2 separate regions of the Hordeum vulgare genome follow, and region 1 is linked to region 2. A link is a contact called in public Hi-C data. All regions are on one chromosome and are shown on one strand. Each heading gives the region's core, a stretch centred on a gene start, on an enhancer-like site or on the middle of the called end of the contact. The rest is flanking DNA. Distances are from core to core; before and after follow the strand shown. Region 1 holds the start of LOC123442362 (mannosylglycoprotein endo-beta-mannosidase). Region 2 overlaps LOC123442353 (xylan glycosyltransferase MUCI21-like).

Region 1 (3,067 bases), core at 222-2,721, 220 kb before region 2:
AACATTCCTATTCGACAGTGAGCAGGCGACGATTTGCTTGCTTGGGCATTTGAAAAATCTGACAACTACACTATAAGATGGCGTAACGTGCTCTTGTGACTTAGAATGAGTGATTTACTCTAGAGGAAGGGATGGTCGGGACCTGAAAGGATGATCAACACTTGTGGATAGCCTTGTGGAAAATGAATGTCATTCCAAAGTGAGAGTTTTCTGGTGGAGAGTTCTTCGCGAGATTCTTCCACATGAGGCCACTCTCAATTACCGACATATTGCAGAGTTTCGTCGATGCAAAGTATGTCTAGCTATGGATGAGGATCTGAAACATGTGCTAATTCATTGCCCACATGCTCAACGCTTTTGGGAGGAGGCATTTGCATGGTTTGGACTACGTCTTCATCCAAGCTCATGGGCGTGATATATCATATGTGATCCCAGATTTACTGATGACGATCGTGCTAAGATCACTACCATTATGTGGTCTATTTGTCATTCAAAGAATCGTATCAAGCATGGTGAAGAAGGGAGAGATCCCACATCGTCGATTAGAGCTACGAAGGAGGCTATTGCGCTCCTTCATCTACCATGCAAGGATGCGCTGGTATTGTCGGGCTTTGGGTGGCGGCCGCCTCACGATGGTTTTGTAAAAATCACCACGGATGGAGCCCTCGATTTGGCAGATGGAAGGGAGGTGCCGGAGGAGTTGCTCGCTCGTCCTTGGCCCTCCTAGGCGCATGGTGCAAGCCACACTTGGGGATCTCGGACCCCTTGATCATGGAGGATCTTTCCTTGCGAGATGACGTCCGTTTTGCTTCTCCTCGAGGGTTCTTGCATGTGATTATGGAAGTTGATTGCATGGAGTTGGTAACACTCTCGAACACTCGTCACAGTTCTCGTTCAATTGTGACTCCTTTACTAATAGAGATAGGAGAGCTTATTGATTTTTTACCTCTTTTGTTATTTAGCACGTCAGCACGTCAGCAAACCTTACGACGCATCTATGTGCAAAACGTATTTGTACATCGAATGTGACCGACAACTGACTAGATAAAACTCTTAGCTTCTTGTTGTTCATCCTCTTGGTTGATTGTTTCAAGAATGCATTTATATGAATAAAGCTCTCTGATTCCCCCCAAAAAAAGAACAGAGATACATATAGGTCTATATTTGCCTCCTTGGTGAATGAGATTGAACATTTGATGTCACTTCGTGCGACTAGTGTTATTCATATCAATCGTAATTAAAATATGGTTAGCAATTGTTCAGCTAAATTTGCTAGGACTGAAGGTAGAACAGTAGTTTGGTTAGGCCCTGGTCCCCGGAAGTTGTGGACTTGGGTAGGCTGGATTGTACTCCAGTTCCCTAGATCCCCAGTCTTACTCGCAAAAAAAAAGTGCCTAGGAGCGGAGGGAGTATTTTTTTAACGAAAATCATTTCGTAGCTGGAGGCATTGAGCTCAGCCGATCCCACACTTTCCCATCTCTTCTCCCGATTCCCGGCAGCTTGCGTGACTGCCTCTGCGCCCGGCCCCATCTCAGCACCCGTGACCCGCCCCTGGCCCCGCCTCCGCCGAAAACAAAAACCCACCGCCGGCGGGCCACCGCACGCTCCATCATCATCCCACCTCTTCCGCTTGGAGCGCGGCATCCACCCGAGCAAGCGATCCGGCGAGATGTCGGCAGAGGCTGCTGCTGCGGCGGCGGCGAGCGTGGGCAAGCTGGTGCTCGACACTGGCTGGCTCGCCGCGCGCTCCACCGAGGTGTCCCTCACCGGCGTCGACCTCACCACCACCCACCCGCCGGACGCCTCCGTTGCCGCCCCGTGGATGCACGCCGCCGTCCCCGGAACGTACGTGCTTCTCCTCGGCGTCCCCGCCGATTTCCCTCCGCGATAATATCTACGCCTGCCACAGCCGGTAGTTGTGATCCGTGGGGATTTGTTCTTCTACGGAGTAATCTAGGAGTATCTACGGTCTGGGTTTAAAAATAATACCGCAAGCTTTGTTTATTTGGGGCGCTGTCCTTGCTTGACTAGCAAACTCAGGGCCTTGGATGCTTCTGAATGCAGCGTGCTGGGGACCCTTCTAAAAAACAAGTTGATTCCGGACCCCTTCTACGGGCTGAACAACGAGGCAATCATCGACATCGCCGATTCCGGGAGGGACTACTACACATTCTGGTTCTTCACCACCTTCCAGTGTGCTCCGGTATGCAGCTCCACGCTGATTCTCTGTGGATTAGCTGATTACGCAGTTGCTTAACAAGGAATGTAGCATGATCCTAGTGGAGTAAAGTTATTTTAGGCAGTCGTTTAGTGGCAACAGTTGAACTATCTCTACGATATAACGTCCATTTTACTCTTTACTGTGCCACATTTTGCACTTTAAATTACAGCAGTGTAAGGGGTTATGGGATATGCTTGCATTTTGCCTTATCCAAACTACTAGCACTTTGCTCATAATTGGTGTGATTTGACTTGTTGGAGGGGTACTATAATTTTGGCACTCCACCGAATGAAATGCACTTGTCATTCTAGAACATTAGTGCATATCTGCTTAACATATCAAGTGTTTCTGTTTTCGTTCCATCTTTAGGCAGCAAACCAGCACGTGAGTTTAAATTTCCGTGGAGTAAACTACTCAGCAGAAGTGTACATAAATGGACACAAAGAGATACTTCCAAAAGGAATGTTCCGAAGGCACACCCTTGATATTACTGAAGTTCTTCATCCTGAGGGTAGCAATCAGCTTGCTGTCCTCGTTCATCCTCCTGATCATCCTGGCAAGATTCCTCCTCAGGGAGGTCAAGGTGGTGATCATGAGGTACCAATTATTTTTCGCAAAAGGTTTCAAAGACTCATGATCATATAGTTGCGTTAATTCCAAACTACTTCATCTTCGATACACTTTTTAAAAAGGAATATTGTTGCTAAGTGGGACAGCTCATGGCATGTGCATGATCTTACCTTTCGACATGGTCCATTTCAGATTGGAAAAGATGTTGCTACGCAATATGTTGAAGGATGGGATTGGATGTGCCCAATAAGGTTGTTGGTGATATCTGTGTAATGC
Region 2 (3,396 bases), core at 586-3,085:
CTGGAAGTCCTTGATGCTCTTGCCTGCAAGCACGTGCACGGAAGATTGACAATATTTAGAGGAATGGCATTGGTTGACGGTGCAATAAATGTACTCCTGTAACAATGCAGTGATTGGGAGCGCCTGGAGTAGCATATTCACTTATTATTAATTAACTGTGTTATTTCCATTCATGACTTTTTAGTACTTCCACAATTCTAAGAGCAATGAGGGCAGAAACGTTCGGGGAATAGACGCGTTCGTAGACGCATCGCGTTCGCCAAAGAAGAAGAGCAAACTTCTGCTTCTCGTGCGATGGCGAGTGTCGTGGTCTTTCAATCTGTCTTCAGCTCAAGACATCGACCCAACCAATCGCTTTCCGTGAAGCCTACAAGTGGTATATATACAGTACAATGCACACTCCAATCACGTACGTATAAACCCTAGCTACCTATACTTGAGAATGAGAGTACGCAGACTGGCCACCTACTGGTCATAAGGCAGACATCATCAATTATACTACTGATCAGCAGCTAGCAGCACACATCAATCATGGTCTGGTAGTGCTAGTGATAGGTTATGCATGTCAATCACCAACCGGCCTATGGAAAACAGCAGCAACCCCTTTTGAATGTGCATTCCTCCCCGATCCAGCTACGCACGCAAATGGTCCATCCATCCATCGCATGCATCTATCTCCGCGTCGCAACCCAAGATTGACTGGCCAGGCCTTTATTAAACGGGGGACAAATTGGACAGCTGGCCTCCGATGCCTTTGCGTGCCCCGGTAGCCTCCGGCGCACGACGGGTTATTCCACGGGACGGGAGCCAACCATCCGCGACCTACGTGAGATTTCACAAGAAGAATGATGATGCAATGCAACCCCACGCCCAGTCGGAGTTGGAGTTGGAATTGGCACAGCCCAGCCGCGACGCGACACAAGGTGGACATGGATGGAGTTTTGCTCCAAGATCCAAGCCGGTGGCCACGATTGCGCGCCGCGCGCCCCAAGTCAACTCTAGCGCTCCTCATTGTCAGCCAGCTAGCGTCAACTCCTCCAGCTTGGGGGTACACATGACACCAGCAATTCAGAGACTAAGCTTGAGTGAATAATAACATAGGATAAAGTGGCGTGTTAAACGTTGAGATCCAACACACTGTACTAGTTGTAACGTGCGCAAAACCCTGGGGACGCAAACTCACCGACAGAGAGGTTGCACAAAGTAAATGCCGTACCCTGTAATTACTCCCTACTACCTAGTAGCCTCTAGACTCACCCTTGTCCTTTCCCTTTTTTAGCCTCGTTCAAAGGCCTTTTGCGGCACACCAAATAAGTCATCGCCTCCTTTCATTAAAGAGTTCGTTCCAGGGCCTTTGCCGGTTAAAATCTGGAGCCTTTGTCTTGGTGGTCACAGTTACTACTTCATAGATTTTTCTTTAAAAAGAAAATCCCAACCTTCAGATCACATGGATTCTCGCTTCGTTCGTCCAACTCTGCGTTCTGCTTTAGACGTACTACTATATAGCATAGATAAAAACCGCGGGCTTCTACTTGTGCACTCCTCTTCTTTTGCTTTGGATCAGCTACCAACCATCTATTTTCCTCTTGTCCAGTCCAGTAGTGCATCCATTGCTAACACTGAACCCAGACAGAGAAAAAAGAAGCGAAAAGCAGAGCTCCAAGGCCTAACTACGTGAGGCATATCCATAAGTCACCCCAGCCGTGGGCTGTACTGGAGAGTGGAGGCAACACCACGTACCATACGGCGAATAGATAGCGAGGAAGCATGACGGAGCACGAAGCCGTTTGGGTAGTGGTCTGGTTAAACTAAACTATATTCTCTCTCGGACATGGTCCCTCCCCTCCCACGGCTTAGCTCACCTCCACTTCCACCCACGCTCGACTCCACACCCCCACACACATCACACAACCCCGGCGTGTCAAAAAACAAGAGATGTGGTGATGCTTTTGCTCGATCGGCTGACAGCAATGCGGTACCCGCCGACGCACATCCGCGAGAGCACTCCGTCAACTGGCGGCCAGCAGCAAATAACTAATCATCCGGTGGGACGGCCGATTAGGACATAGGCGATGCATAGCACTGTGGTGGTGATCTGCTGGCGGCCGCCCGGCGCCTCCGAGTCCCTACATGTCCCAGTCAAACCCACGGCCGATACATCCTCTCTTATGGCCAGCATTTCGATCGATATATCCCCTCACGCAGCCAAGAGCCTAACACCACTGTCGCCATGCCACTAAATGATCTCTTCTATCATGGTCGGCTCTCTGCAAAATATCCGTGCTATCCTCTTCAATCAGCCAACTATTTCGTGCAATCTATCTATCAAAGAAATTAATTAATGCTCATACCTATGACGTTAGTATCAAAACGTAAGTGTATTTTCATATCGCACGATGGCTTCTACATCTACAATTATTCAAGGCGATGAAATGAAGATGAAGAAGATGCCATTGGCGACATACCGGAGACGCATGCCTCATGCTGCCGCGCCTATTGGCCGCTAGAGGACAGGCCAGCAGGTGTAAATATACAAGGCAGTACCCAGACTGGGCAGCGCATGTGGGCGTAAAAGAAGCGAAAATTATATGACGCTGGCACGAATCGCCAATGCCCCTGCCCCATTTGCACATGCCCTATGCCCAGAGACACGTACCTTGACGCCTAGTAGTTCAATTTAGAAACTCAATCTAATCTACTCGTACTACTATTTTCTGTGATAACGAGGGAAGTTCATGCGCCCCGACACGAGGTAGGTAATTCTTTTTGCACAGACACGCCCCGCTCGCCCGGCCCCCTACATCTACGATTCTACATGCCCGATCCATCCAATCGAGCTATTATATGCGCGCATGCGGCGGCACCTCCAATTCTGTTTCCTGACACGCCGGTTTACTATTACGCACTGCACGAGTAACGTGCTCGGCTCCTGTAATAATAGTGTAACTAGGAGTAGGTTAGGGGTACAGCAGACCTAAAGATCTGGCCTAACAGCGGGAGATTGGTATAGTCGGCACTGCACTGGATGTCCTGCGAGCGTACAGGCCGGTACATGGGGTTTTATGGGGCTATAAATGAGTGAACACATTACAGTACTCGCCGGGCGTCGGCCAGATTAATTGGAACCAACTACAACTGGGTTTCACAAGCCGGACGTGTAGGTGGGTACTCTACCGCGCCTTCCTTCGTGGAGCCCCCCTATATAAATAATCGACGTACAAATCTCACCTAATACAGTAAGATTTTATAAATCTATTGACTAATTATTGATCCCTCTGCTCTGCTCTGCTTTCGTTCAAAGCTCGAATGCAGCGGCTGTGAACTCCTGTATCCCACTTGTAGTAATATACTCCGACTTAGTGGAGTAGTAGTATAGGAGTAGTGGTGCGCATTGAC

The links. Hi-C and Micro-C count contacts between places; a contact is called where the count stands out from the background.
Region 1: a contact with region 2 is called in a Hi-C map of seedling, with 4 times the contacts expected there. The contact joins the promoter of LOC123442362 here to the enhancer-like site in region 2. A contact is called at or near these places in 1 of 6 Hi-C or Micro-C datasets (seedling) and 1 of 1 datasets of contacts at active chromatin or transcription factors (embryo).

The regions. Positions count from the first base shown.
Region 1 is chr1H:424,615,969-424,619,035 of MorexV3_pseudomolecules_assembly, reverse strand. LOC123442362 (mannosylglycoprotein endo-beta-mannosidase) reads left to right here and starts at 1,471. Exons shown (of 11, transcript XM_045118382.1): 1 at 1,471-1,845; 2 at 2,065-2,203; 3 at 2,591-2,818; 4 at 2,984-3,042. The coding sequence starts at 1,670.
Region 2 is chr1H:424,395,665-424,399,060 of MorexV3_pseudomolecules_assembly, reverse strand. It overlaps LOC123442353 (xylan glycosyltransferase MUCI21-like), which reads right to left. Exons shown (of 4, transcript XM_045118372.1): 4 at 1-23. Among protein-coding and RNA genes, the nearest start is that of LOC123442353, 4.4 kb to the right of the region's middle. Within about 2 kb of position 1,835, at least 3 of the 3 cell types and tissues checked have open chromatin away from gene starts, as enhancers often do. A contact at or near this core is called in seedling, where this site is marked.